2 separate regions of the Mus musculus genome follow, and region 2 is linked to region 1. Evidence: chromatin contacts called from public HiChIP or PLAC-seq data. All regions are on one chromosome and are shown on one strand. The core of a region is the stretch at or near the end of the contact, and the rest is flanking DNA. Distances in the headings are between cores, read along the strand shown.

The links. HiChIP or PLAC-seq counts read pairs in DNA pulled down with a chosen protein or histone mark.
Region 2: a FOXA1 HiChIP or PLAC-seq map of pancreatic cancer cells shows a contact between it and region 1. The contact joins the enhancer-like site here to the promoter of Elf3 in region 1. A contact is called at or near these places in 2 of 39 promoter capture datasets (HPC-7-derived erythroid cells and embryonic stem cells), 3 of 484 Hi-C or Micro-C datasets (all in embryonic stem cells), 5 of 115 datasets of contacts at active chromatin or transcription factors (embryonic stem cells, epiblast stem cells and pancreatic cancer cells) and 1 of 9 other capture datasets (embryonic stem cells).

Annotation. Positions count from the first base shown.
Region 1 is chr1:135,255,984-135,262,826 of GRCm38.p6, forward strand. It overlaps Elf3 (E74-like factor 3), which reads right to left and starts at 2,489. Exons shown (of 9, transcript NM_007921.3): 1 at 2,366-2,489; 2 at 1,632-1,799; 3 at 1,022-1,243; 4 at 796-891; 5 at 488-607; 6 at 251-340; 7 at 1-108. The coding sequence starts at 1,791. It overlaps Rnpep (arginyl aminopeptidase (aminopeptidase B)), which reads right to left. Exons shown (of 11, transcript NM_145417.3): 11 at 6,716-6,843.
Region 2 is chr1:135,688,244-135,695,086 of GRCm38.p6, forward strand. It overlaps Gm32835 (a long non-coding RNA gene), which reads left to right. Exons shown (of 2, transcript XR_387422.3): 1 at 1-1,627; 2 at 3,192-3,704. It also overlaps a transcript of Nav1 not described here. Among named protein-coding and RNA genes, the nearest start is that of Gm32835, 3.5 kb to the left of the region's middle. Within about 2 kb of position 3,013, at least 65 of the 459 cell types and tissues checked have an H3K27ac peak or open chromatin away from gene starts, as enhancers often do. A contact at or near this core is called in pancreatic cancer cells, where this site is marked.

The DNA of each region.
Region 1 (6,843 bases), core at 1,239-3,738:
TCTTCTTGCCCTCCAGACAGTCCCAGTATTCCTTGCTCAGCTTTCTGGGACGCCCCCGTTTCCTCTTCCCGTGCTTGGGTTCCCCCTTCTTATAGTCAGGAAAGCCATCTATGGGAAGGGGGTTGGAAGGTCAAGAGAAGGTAAGGGCAGGGTGTCAACAGGGAGCCTTGCTACAGAAACTGCAGCCATAGGGCAGAGGGGAGTGGCTAGACCCCATGGACAGGACCCCCAAGAACAGCCCTCAACTCACCTCTAGGGAAGACCTTGCTCTCGGTGAGGTCCAGGTCCACATCACTTCCACCGGAGTCAGAAGCATGGGAACTCTGGGGAGTAGCGGTCCCTAGGGGTGAAAAATACCACTTCAATGCCAGGGCCAGCCTACCCAGTCACTGCCTACCCAGACTTCAGATACTGAATGAGTATTCTAAGAACTCGATGCACTCTAGGGCACTTGGAGAAGGCAGGCTGTGGCAAGGGCAGGACTTACTTGCAGTGGAGACATCAGAGCTGCCGGGGGAGGGCGCTCCAGGGCCATAGGTACTGCAGTAGTAGGGACTGGCCTGGCGGCCATCATCCAGGAGTTCCTGGGCAAAAGGACTTCCCTGATCTGAGAAAAGAAGTTAAGAGCTTAGAGAGGCCCAGGATACCAGCAAGGACAGGCACGACCCTCCAGGGACCACAGAAATGACTATGGACTTATTTTCAAGTTGGGAGAGAATATCTCTAGCACTCTGGAGGAGTTACAGATGGGACAAGACAAGCTAGGGAGGAAAAAGGGAGAAAATGGGTTCTCACCAAAGGGGCCCGAGTCGCCTAGGCTCTCTTGGAAGGACATGCCATCCTTCTCCAGCAGCTCGATGATCCAGCTGAGTTCATCAGAAGAGTTGGAGGCTGGCGGAGGCAGGGAGGGAGAGCGTCACTGACCATGGTTCCGGCAGGGGCTCGATGGCTGCACCCTCCTGCCCAAGTCCCAGCCACCTCGCTCACTCTCTAGGCCCTGTGGCTCCCAGCCTAGACTTACTGAGGTCCCGAAGCTGGGCATGGAGCTGGTCTCCCAGAGGTCCAAAGACTAGCCGCAGCTCCTCCAGCGCACAGCTGCAGAGGGTGGCTCCGTCCATGTCGCAGCGGGAGAAGTCGATGGAGCTGGCGTCATACTTGTTCTTCTCCACTTGGTAGCTGATCCACTCCAGAACCTGGGTCTTCGACCAGAACTGGGGCCGCTCGCTAGTCCAGCTTGCCTTCTCTGCAAGGTGGAGTACAGCCAGAGGATCAGTCCTGTCCCTTTGGGATCTTGTCTGAGGTCCTACACAACCCGAGGAGGGGCGGAGAGGGACAGATACATATCCACAATCACAACATGGCTAGTTCTCAAGTTCATCCTCCCTTAATCTGTCACCACAGTTCTTATATTCCCACCACCTCAGCCACTACAGTCTTCTCGGGACTAGGAACACAGTCTAGCATAAATAAGGTCTTGTTTGGGTTCTTTCCCCAGTACTACACAAACATATGAATGAATAAATCCTCCCCAGCCACTAACTCCAGGATACCCTTCCTCCCTGTCCATTTATCATCTAAGAGCCTCTCAGATCATTGGTGTCCTGTCTGTAAAGATTTTACACAGCACTCACCTGGACCTTCCAGTGTCATCTGTTGGTTGTTCAGGGTCAACACCAAGTCTTCAGTGCCAAAGGTAGTCGGAGGAGCAGGAGCCAGGGTGGGGTCTTCTGAGCTGTACATGGCGTTGAAGTAGTTACTAAAAACGTTGCTGATCTCACAGGTGGCAGCCATGAGGGCCCCTGGGAAGAGGAGACAAGGTGGGGAGGGTACAGGTCAGGGTACACTTCCATTTCTGTCTGGCAAAGCCTGGGCAGCAACAGCCGAGAGGCAGGAAGTTCAGTGTTGCTGTAGACATTCTCTCTTCAACACCCCCCCCCTCCACCACACACACACAAACACACACACACCACCACCACCACCACCACCACCACCACCACCACCACCATCACCACCAAGAGCCAGCTACTTGGGGAAGCTGAGGTTGGATGCTCTCTTGAGCCTAGAAGGGTCAGGCCAGCTGGCGCCAAACTGGGAAATTCGGCTCCGAAAAATAAAAATAATCTCAAAGCGGGTGGGACCATGATACAAATTCTTCTGGGGCTCTCTCCACAAATCACGTGGGCTCCTGAACCAAAGAAGCCACCCTGTCCCTCCAAGACACCGATCTGGTCTCTGACCAGTCCCAGAATACACCCACAGTAGCCCCAACACTCCAGCTAGGAACCTCCAAGCCTGAGTGATTAAGTTCAGAACTGTAAATCCACTGGACGGTTCCTGAAGCCAGAGTTAGGGAATGTGACCGTACCGAGGTGTGTCAGGGTTCGGTGTGGCAGGCGGGTGAGCAGGCTTCTGAGGCCACAGGAAGGGAAGAAATCTAAGCGGTCGAAGGCTCCGCAGGTAGCAGTGATGAGTGTGGCCAGGGCGCTGCCCCCACCCGCTCTAAATAGAGCAAAGCAGGAGCTCCTCCCCTCCAGGTCTTCGGCGTACGTCCCCGGTTGTAACCTGAGCTGGTGGCTCATTGGATGCTGGGGATTTCCTGGCCTTCAGACTGGGCTCCCTGTCCCAGGTGATTTGCATATTCCGTGCCACTTGGCCCAGATCCTAGCAGGCGGTGCTGGGAAATCAGGCCTGGCTGGTTTAATGATTGTCAGAATCTGTCATTCCGCACCCTCTGGGGTTGGGCCCTGGGTACTGAACTGGGCAGGTGGCGGGAACATTGCAGGGGTGGGCATCTGTGCCTTAGGCTGCCCTCTGGCCCTGGAAATTCTTCCTGGGGGCCTGGCCAGGGCTGAACTGGGGAGGAGAAAGCAAGGCAAGGAATCTGAACCGGTGGCTGGGTCAAGACTGATGCTTCCAACTGTCTAGAGGTCTAGAGACAAGAAGGGCCTGGTGAAAGTTACCGAGGCTAAGGGGTTTCCTCCACAACACCCAGAAGCTGGGATTCTGAAAGCGGCTAGGCAACACACTGGGCAACATTCACGGTCCAGTGGTGGTTTGGGTCTGATAGTCTGTCTAGTCAGCTACAGAGACCATTTGCTGGCACTTTGCCTGTCTGGAGCCCACCCAAACGCGATGGTTGCTGAAGCGGTAGAGATCAGACACTACTTCAAGTCTTCCCTTGGTGCCTGTGGCGCTCTCCTCGCCTAGGGTCGGCTGGCGGTGCTGTTTGGTTTATCCGCGAGTCTGGTCTGCTCCTGATTACCCTTCTCTCCGCCCACTCCATTAGTATCTGCCTGCTGCCCTCTAGTGGTCAGAAGCCCAACATTTGAGTCATTACAAAGACAAACAGGATGCACATGTTAATTTACTGTTTACCGGGGCCCTTAAAAAACAAAAACAAATTGGGGTGGAGGAGGGCAGCGCACATCTTTAATCCCAGCACTCCTGAAGTAGAGGTAGAAGGATTTCTGAGTTCGAGGCCAGCCTTGTCTACAGAGTGAGTTCCAGGACAGCCAGGGCTACACAGAGAAACTCTGTCTTGAAAAACTAAAACTACAGAACAAAATCCCTCTGGAGATGCAGGAAATTGAACCCAGAGCTTCTTATGCAAGCATTCTACAAATGGGTTCTAGTCCCAGGATTCTGTTCATTTTTGAAACTTTGTCTAGCTACATATACCAGGCTGGCCTCAAACTCAAGAGACAGGCTCTAGAGATGGGTTAAAGGGTAACTACCCAGACCAACACCAGAAACCTTTTTAATATAACTATCCTCATCCAAAAACATCCAATAAGCAATGTGGGGCTGCTGAGATAGCTCAGTGGATAAGGATACCTGCTGCTAAGGATGCTATGGATGGACCCGTGTTCCATCCATACATGATAAAAGGAGAAAACTGACTCCTGTAATGTGGTACTCTGACCTTTATGTGCAAGTGTACACACACATACACACTAAACAAACAAGATATACACACACACACACACATATACACACACACATGTTTGCATCTTTTTTGAGACATGGTCTTTACATAGTTCTAGCTATCCTGGGACTTACTATGTGGCTAGCCTCCAACTCAGAACTCTACCTACCTCTGCCTCCCCAGTACTGGGATTAAAGGCACGCCCACTATGCCTGGCTGTAAGCATGGTTTTAAAAATATTTTTAAAAAGCACTGTTGGACACATGTGGAGATGCATCCCTTTAATCTCTCAACTCCCAAGGCAAGTGGACCTCTGCGAGCTGAAGGCCAAGCCTGGACTACATAGTGAGTTCTAGGTTATCAAGGGCTACATAGTAGTGAGACTCTTTCAAAAGAGAGAGAGAGAGAGAGAGTGAGAGAGAGAGAGAGAGAGAGAGAGAGAGAGAAGAAAAGAAATGATATATAGTTGTTGTCTTGATAAGTGGTTTGTTCAGGCTACCAAATTTGGAAAGTGACAAGCAGTTGTTGGTGCCTTTTCCCTCTGGCTACAACCATCCCACTCAGGGAATTTTTAAAGGGATATAGTAAGTGAGAATTCCAGTCACTTACCCTGGAATGTGGGAGTACAGCTGGTAGAGCGATTATTGCCTAGCAAAAGATATGCATGTGTCTGGAATTCCAGCGCTCAGGGTCAGTCAGTCTCAGCTACATTTGAGTTTGGGGCTATCTTAGGCTACAGTAGATTGTCTCAAAAGCAAAACCATAAAATTAGCAAAGAATCGAGGGTGTGGGACTCGATAAGCCATTAGATGTCTTGCGGCTCCAACTGGTTTGTTTTGCGTTGCCTGAGGAGATAGCTTCGGAGGCTATATGAATTGAGTAAGTTCTCTACACTGAACTGTCAGCATTTCCTGCATCTACGTTATAAGATCTGTGTCTTCTCCTCTCTCCACCCCATTTACAGACACACGACCCCCAGGTAGACCTCAAACGAAAGGAGATTCCTTTCTCTTCTAGGTACCCCATTGTCCCAGGACACAATCTGCCCACCCCCATAGGCTCCACTCTTCATCTTCAGAACGACAGGCTCCTTTCCTCTAGGTCAGGGCTGCTGGAAAACCAAGGGCTCTGGGTAGGATTTTCTCTGGCCCTTCAGGGGACCTCCTCCAAGCAGCCTGAGGCAGACACACCCTCTACCCAGTCACTTACCCTGGAATGTGGGAGAACCAGCTTTTAGCCTCTTGGCTACTCACGTGCTCCTTCCCCTAAGAACACCTGGTTGGGTCTCCAGAGCAAAGAGGAAGAAGACCACAAAGAGTCCATCAGCTAGCTCCCTTGCCTTCACGGGGCTTCCGCTCAGGAGAGGCAAAGCTGCAGAAATCTTAGAGCTAGCGCATCCCCCTGAGTATTGATTCCGTCCACAGTCAAATGGAGGAGAAAAGTGAGAAAGAATTGGGTGAGGTCAGTGCCTTGGAAGGATCCAAGACTATGATGGGAGCAGCTGCGGAGCGATAGCCTGCCTATGCATGTGCTGAGCATGGCGCATGGCGGGGGAGCCTGATGCTTTTCCTCTTTAATCCTCAGTAGCACAGCTTCAACCCCAGTCCTGTAAAAGCACAAGCAGACCCAATAGGATTCCAGCAGAACCAAGACAGCTGGTGAAACAGGACACGTAACTCCCATGCTATAAACCGTGAGTGGAAGTTCACCAGTGGTGGCGCACGCCTTTAGTCCCAGCACTCAGTAGGCAGAGGCAGGCAGATCTCTTGAGTTCGAGGCTAGACTGGTCTACACAGCTAGTTCCAAGACAGCCAGGGATACACAGAGAAGCTATCTCAAAAAACAAAATATTGACAGGTCTCAGGACTGACAGGATAAGTGTGAAGGCAAGGGAAGGAAGGGGCCATGGGACAGTCCTGAGAAAGATCAGCTGTGAAGTCGGCTATGAATGTCAGCTCTCCCCCCCCCCCCTGCACTTCTGGGCCCTCTTTGGCCTGTAGCTCACAGCTGCCTCTGTTGGTGAGGCAGAGGCATCGTCATGCTTCCCACCTGTCAGAGATGGAACCTCAGCTTTGTCTCCACCTTTGTGTAGGGACAGGTGAAGCCAGATGGGGACCAGCTCAAAGTCCCCTGTGTTTAGGAAAGACAACTTAAACTTATCTTAGCACGCTCTCTTGTCATTCCCATTCTCAAACCAAGATGATGACTGCTTCCACCTCCGTGTAGAACCAGGAAATCAGAGTTCAGCTATAGTCACTCAGCAGACTCTGCCAGTCCCGACCCATTACCACAGTTAGGGAGGATCTGGGGCAGGGGAGGCCTAGCAAAGCCCCAGGGGTCTGAGGGGGGACAGAGGAAGAGGAGAACACCCTCGTGTGGGCAGGCAACCGTGCACATATGACACAGAGGGTCGCCAGCAGGATAAAGTCAACGGTGACTGGCTCCTGCATATAACCCCAGCACTCAGGAGGCAGAAGGATCACCACAGGTCTGAGCCTGGTTCACATAGTGAATTCCAGGCCAGAAAGGACTGCATAATGAGTTTCACAAAACCACAAAAACCCAGGGCTGGTGAGATGGCCTCCGGGTAAGAATACTTGCCACTAAGCTGGTGACCCAGGCTTGATCTCTGGAACCCACCTAGTGGTACAAGAGAAGCAACTTCCACAAGTTGTCTTCTGACCTCCACGTGTGCATCACAACACACACACACACACACACACACACACACACACACACACACACACACACCATTTCTTAAACATAAATAACAATAAATGAGTCATTCTATAACTCCAACTTATCTACTTCTTGCTTAAAAACATTTATTTAAAGTGAAAAAGAATGACATTTTACTCTCTGCAGCCTGGGCTAGGGGGAGCATGGGAGGCCTCCTAGGACTCTCAGGACTCTCTAGA
Region 2 (6,843 bases), core at 1,763-4,262, 430 kb after region 1:
CCGAGCCGGGAGCGCCCGCGGCTGGGGGTGGGCGGGAGGGGAGGCCCGGCTGCGGATCGCCCTCGCTTTCCTCCCTGCACTGTGCCAGCTTAACCCGCAGAGGGGCGGAGGCATGGGTCCCTTCCAGACTTTGTCATTGGAAAGCTATTCCCGTAACCCTTTCCTGCGTTAGCCTTCCTGCCCCGCCTCCCCAGCCGGCCGGCCGCAGAAAGGCGGCTGCTGCGTGGCGGGGGCTACGCCGGGAGTTGTCAGGACAGGAAGCCTTAGCACAATTGAGCCTTTCCTTTACCGAAGGACCCGCCACCATCACTTCCAGGAGGGGTCCTCCGGCCCAAGTCCTCTAACTACCTCAGTTGTTCTAGAGAAAGGTGCAGATGGATCGATGAGAGTCCTAACCTGCTTCTGGAGCCGCCATTCATCTCCGTCCACTTTGGAACCCGGCAAGGGTCATGCTATCTGATCTGGGACCCTTAGGTGAGAGGTAATGGGGAGTCCCGGAAGTTATCTAGCAAATAGTAGAGGTTTGGTTAGCCAATTTTGCCCACCTTTCTGATCCCCACGCGGCCTACCCTTCTTCCAGAGAAGTGGGAGGAGGAAGAGAGGGGAAATGACAAGACCCTACCCACATCCTTGTGCAACTAGTGCTGGGGCGTGAGTGAGCTTAAGGCGCCTGCCTCCTGCAGGCTTTCAGGCTGCAGCAAGCAAGCACACAGATAGAAACCAGGTGAACTGTGCTCCTAGCTCAGGCCCCAAAGCTCTGTGTGAGAGGGAACACCTGCCACCAAGGACTCAGCACGTGAGGACTTACCTTCTCCCAGCTTCAGTCAACCATCAGGAAGACTGATTTATTTTCAAGGTGCCCCGGGGTTGGTGACTGGGAAAGAAAGCAAAATGCCAATGCCCCAGTCTGGATTAGAACCCTTGTCCACCTAGTCCCTCGGAGTCATAGGATAAGGGAAAGTGGACAGTAGACAGGGGCCTTCCCAGATAGTCAGGGAAATGGCTTTAATTATAATATTTGTCCGAGAATGCACATTGTCCTATGGAGGGATGAGAAGGCTGCAGATTAGTGCCTGCGATGAGCCCCTTGCTCTAAAGGTGTGGGCACACACTCCAAGTCTGCTGCCACTGGATCTAAGGAGTTCTTTTACTTCTTGGCTACCTCAGTTTTCTACAATGGTAGGACTTGTCCTGTAACGTTGCCGAAAGGATTAAAGGAGGTAACGGAGGTGACATGCTTGTGCCTGGCTATAGTACGTCCTCAATAAACAGTTTTAAGAGACTGCATTTAACTTAACACGCACCGGTTGGAATCCTCTTACTTTTCAGAGTCCCCACAGCCTGCATAGGGTCGCCTTGTCTTAAGAAGACATCATTGCATATGGGTGACACACACCTGTAATCTCAGCACTCAGGAGGCTAAGGCAAAGGGATCGTGAGTTTGAAGCCAACTTGGGTTACACAGACTGTCTTTCCCCGGTGCTCACCAAATAGGGCTGCCTAGGTTTCTTGGCCCTGAAGTCCCAAGGACAAAAAACTGTGGAAGTCGTGCAAAAAAACACCAGAAACTGAACTGCCCACTGCCACAGAGAAAATGGACATGCGTGGGACCCTTGCAGCCACACTGGTAATGCCAACATGACATCACCCCTTGGGTACTTCCCAGAGTGAAAAGGAAGGCCAACATGATACTTTTGTGAGATTTGAGTCTTATATTTAGATCAACATTTCTCTCCTGTGACCCCCTCCCCCAACACCACTCTATTCTGAATGCCTGCCTCAAGCACACATCTCCAACAGTGAACTTAAGTTCGTGGGTAAACACAGGAGGGTGTCCATGGGTGTGAAAGAGAAATAAAGGACCCAGTCTTGTTGGGGTGACAGGCAGAGTGTGTGAAGGCCATAGGTGAGAGCGTCAGAGAGAAACAGGCAGGAGCCAGTATGGGCAGAGTTCTCTTTGGAGAAGAGGCAGGGTCCTACCCATAAGTGGCCTCTGCCAAGTGCCTACCTTGTGAGTGGTTTTTGTCTGAACACAGTGATGATTCAGTTGTTCTGAATCAAACAAATGGATTTCCCTTAAATATGAAAATCAATGAGAGGTAAAGACCAGGGCTGCAGATGGGGTCAGATGGAACGAGCCAGAAGGAGGCTGGGGGTGGGGGGTGGGGAGGGAGCAGATTGGTTGATGAAGGGTGGAGACCTACTCATGGCCACCATAATCTCCATAATGGAGAAGGTGGCTTGCAGGACTGCTGACCCCACTAAGGCAGGTCCCTTCTCTGTCCTCTGCTGCTGTGCACCAGCTCTGCCTCAGGGCAGTTTGTTATCAAGAGGATTAATGTCAGTGTGACAAACAGGGTTTTCAAAATCAGCCCAAGAAGTTTGTGCCCAGCCCATTGAGTCTCAGACCTGGCCTGAGATGAGAGCACTGGAAGCCCCAGAAAGCATAGGAAAAAAAAATTTTTTTCTGCCACAGCCTGATTGCTTTGTAGGGTGGGGTAGATCTTTTCTTCCTATGCTGAGCTCTGTAGGCCAGTGTTCAATTGTCCTGCCACTGGGGTCACCTGATGTGGGACTTTGGACATTTGAATAGAATGCACTCCCTGTGGCCTATAACAGGGCAGTCTTGACCTCCTTGCCTCTTTCAGGGTTCGTAGAGCCGTTTGCAGGGAACTGGGCAGGGATATGAAGACAGTATGTGGCTTCATTTTCCTCAGCAAGAAACATTGTTAGTGCTCTTGAGGTGGAGTCCAGGGACCTTCTGACTTCCTCCTCCAAAGCCAGTGGAAAAACACTGCGCCTGGCTGCAGAGGACATGATTCCCTCCATGCCCGGCTGGTGCCACTTACAGAAATACAGCACCTCAGTTTGCTCGTCAGTGAAAGTGGGTATCCCACCCAGGACACACTACCAAGGCTGTGGTATCAGTGAGATCATAGAAGAGGGTGTGGCTTAGACAGTGCCACTCAAACATAAGCAGAAGCACAGTAATCACACAGAAAGTACCCAGTCATACCCAGCCCTGCCCCACCCACACCAGGTCATGCTCAGCTCCCGGGCCCTGCACTGGGTCCCCCCAACCCTCCCAACCCCTCACTTCACTGTTTCTGGCCTCAGTGCTGCACAGTATATTTTTTGAGAAATAGAAGTCTGTCCAGGCATAACCCTGTCCTCTCTACTTGGTTCATCAGCCAGCAAGGGGCTTCTGCTCCAGCCAGAATGCTTTGCCCCTGCCCTGTCCTTGGCCACTCTGACCTCATGCTGCTGGCCCTGGGTCCTGCTTTTAACGCTGATTGCTGGAGTGAACGAGGGCCCGGGAGGAAGAGTCTGTGGGGAAAGCTGGCAGAGCGATGAACGTTTTACACGAGCCAGCGAGTCACTGCCTTATCGGGAAGATGAGCTGCTCCCTCTTACCAGGAAGTACGATGTGCGGAGAGCCAGTGTTTTTCCAAAGATGGCCTTTGAAGAGGAGTGTTCCTTTAAGGGCTGGGAAAGCAGGAGTGAGGCTGGTGGAGAGAAACTGGGCCCCTTTAAGATGCCTGGCTCTGGCAGGCTTTGCAGTCTTGGAGGTAATAAGAGTCTGGCCACCTATATGCACTTGCTGGGTGTCTATAGCTGCTTTAAGCACTCAATCTATACCAAGCCATATCATAACAAGCCTATATAATAAACATCAGTCGGGTTTTTTTGCCTTTTATCAAAAAGTCTTGGTTTCATTTTTTTAAAAATGTGTTTGTATGTGCAAGTGTGTGTGTGTTCAGTGTGTGTAGGAGGCATGAGTGCAAGAGAACAGCCCTAGGCATCATTCTCAGGAATGCTGTCCACTTCCTTCCAGACAGGATCTCTCACTGGGCTGGAGATCATCAATGGGGCCATATTGTCTGGCCAGAGTCCCGAGGCTCCGCCTGTCTCTGCCTCCCCAGCCCTGGGATCACATGCCCTCATATTTGATTCAGGAGATTGGCCTCAGGTCCCTTTGCTGGCGGAGTCATCCCCTGTGCCCCTCCACTGCCCCTCCCCCACACCCTAACGTTTCTTTAAAAAAAAAAAACAAAAAAAAAACTTTTTTGTTGTTATTTTTGTTTTTTGTTTTTCAAGACAGGGTTTCTCTGTGTAGCCCTGGCTGTCCAGGAACTCACTCTGTAGATCAGGCTGGCCTTGAACTCAGAAACCCGCCTGCCTCTGCATTCCAAGTGTTGGGATTAAAGGCGTGTGCTACCACTGCTTGGCTTCTGAAGTTTCTTTTTAAAAGGCAGGATCAGGATGGGGAGCTGGGGGGCTGGAAAGATGGCTCAGCGGTTAAGAGCACCAACTGCTCTTTTGGAGGTCCTGAGTTCAAATCCCAGCACCCACATGGTGGCTCACAACTATCAGTAATGAGATCTGATGCCCTCTTCTGGTTTGTCTGAAGACAGCTACAGTGTACTTACAGATAATAAATAAATAAATGTATATTTTTAAAAAAAGGGTGGGATGCTGCAGAGGTGGCTCAGCAGTTAAGAGAATTGGCTGCTTTTCTGAAGGGTACAGATTTGATTCCCAGCACCCACACGGAAGCTCACAAAAGCCTCTAACTCAGTTTCAGGCATCTGGCACCTTCCTCTAGCCTCTGTAGGCACTAAGTACAGAGTGGTGTATAGACATGCAGTCCCTGCTTGCTCCAGCCCAAAGATTTGTTATTATATGTAAGTACACTGTAGCTGTCTTCTGACAAACCAGAAGAGGGCATCAGATCTCATTATGGGTGGTTGTAAGCCACCATGTGGTTGCTGGGATTTGAACTCAGGACCTTCGGAAGAGCAGTCAGTGCTCTTACCCACTGAGCCATCTAGCCAGCCCCTAAGTGTCCTTTTTAAAGGATATTTATTTATTTATTTATTTATTTATTTATTTATTTATTTATTTATTTATTTATGTATTTCCTGTGTATGATCTCATCCATTGGTGTATGCATGTGCACAATGTATATATGGAAGTCAGAGGACAACTTGTAGGAATTGATTCTCTCTCTCTATCACTTGGATCCTGAGGATTGAATCCAGGTAGTCAGGTTTGCAGGCAAGTGCTTTTACGGGCTGATACCATAGATATCAGGCCCCATGACTATCATTTTTATTTCTATTTTGTAAGTGAAGAAAATGAGGTGTGTGTGGTGGGGCTGAGGTGGGGCTGTCTCGTGGTTTTTAAGTGCTAGGGCCAAAATGTAACCGCATGCCATCTGGCTCCTATAGTCAATTCCTGCAGGGGACTCTGCAAATAAGGAGGAACGCAGACTGTGGCAGCATAGGTGGTGGGGAGGGGCCCTGCCATAAACTAGCGTCAGTGCACACCTTTATTTATTTCCTTTTGACAGCTTTACTGGTGTAAAACTTACCCAACATAAGTGTCAAACTGATCTGGAGCAAATCCACAGAGTTTCCCGATCATCACCATATTCAGCATTTGGAACCTTTCCCAAGCCAGGCAGTGGTAGCACATCCCAGCACTCAGGAGACAGAGGAAGATGGATCTCTGAGTTCAAGTCTGGCCTGGTCTACAGTGTGAGTTCCAGGATAGCAAGGGCTACATACACAGAGAAACTCTGTCTTGGGGGAGGGGGAGGGAGCGATACAGGAGGGAGGGGGACAGCAGGGGTGGAGAGAATATTTCCTTCAAGTTTTCTCAAAGGGCACAGGCTTTGGGCTGAGCCTCAGCATCCTCATCTGTAAGGGTAATAATACTGCCAGTCTCGCAGGACGGTTAGGAGCATGAAGTGGGATGTCTGACTGGTGTGTGGCTTACAGAACATCAGCTCTTGTCACCAGTATTACTCTATAGTCTCTTAGTCGGCAGAACACAGACTTTTAGACTAGAAGTGCCATAAAGGCTGTTGAATCGCGCCCACATCCTTTAACGGAAAGACACTAAGGTGCCAAGATGCCTGGCAACTTTTCAAAGGACACAGTGTCCACGCGGAGCTGGAGCTGGAATCCACGTTTCTTGGTTGGTGGTTCCATGCACTCTTTTCTCCGGAGACATTTTTCTTCTGTGGCACAGGGAAGGCATTGTTCCACACCACTGCCATCGTTCATTGTGGGCGCCTCTAGAGCAATGCTGACAGGCAGTCAAGGACTCTGGGAGCTTGCTTAGCAGTCTGGCCTGGAAGCAGAGAACGCAGCTGGAGCAGGCTGTGTGCAGACAATAGCCAGTGTGGAGGCTGAGACAGGAATGTCTATTGTCAGAAAAGGGCATGCATTAACTCAAAGAATGGAGGGCTCTGACGGGCCAAGTCGGCAGCTCTCTGTAGCACACACAGGCAAGGCCAGCTCCGTGGGCTTGTGAACGTGCACAGTGGCACAGTGCCTCGTGTTTGAAAGGGCTTCTACTTGGCTTAGTGCCTGCTATTCTGAAATTCTTGGTACTTTAAAGCAAAGAGTCACACAGCTTTGTTCAGTGCTAAAAATTTTAAATTGTATAACCACCTTTGTCCACGGGGCAGAGCAGAGCATGGTGTCTTAAGGCTCCACCAGGGAATCGTGTCTCCACATAGAATTTATTCACACGTACTCTACACATATACCATTATTGGAGAGCCTTCATTCTGAATATTGAGAGGATGAAGGACTGGGCGTTCTGTTGTCTGCCTCTAGTCCTACCTGCTCCAGAGAGGATAAAGCAAAGGGATGACTTGGGTTCTGGAGTTTGGGGCTAGCCTGGGCAACACAACCAGACCCATCTTGCAACGGAAGGAAAGAGAGGAAAGAAGGAACATCAGGAGAGGACAGGGAGGCCGAGGAAGAAACAAAGGTGGATGAGTGGTGTGCACCTGTTATGCTAGCACTGGGGTGGGGTGGGGTGGGGTGG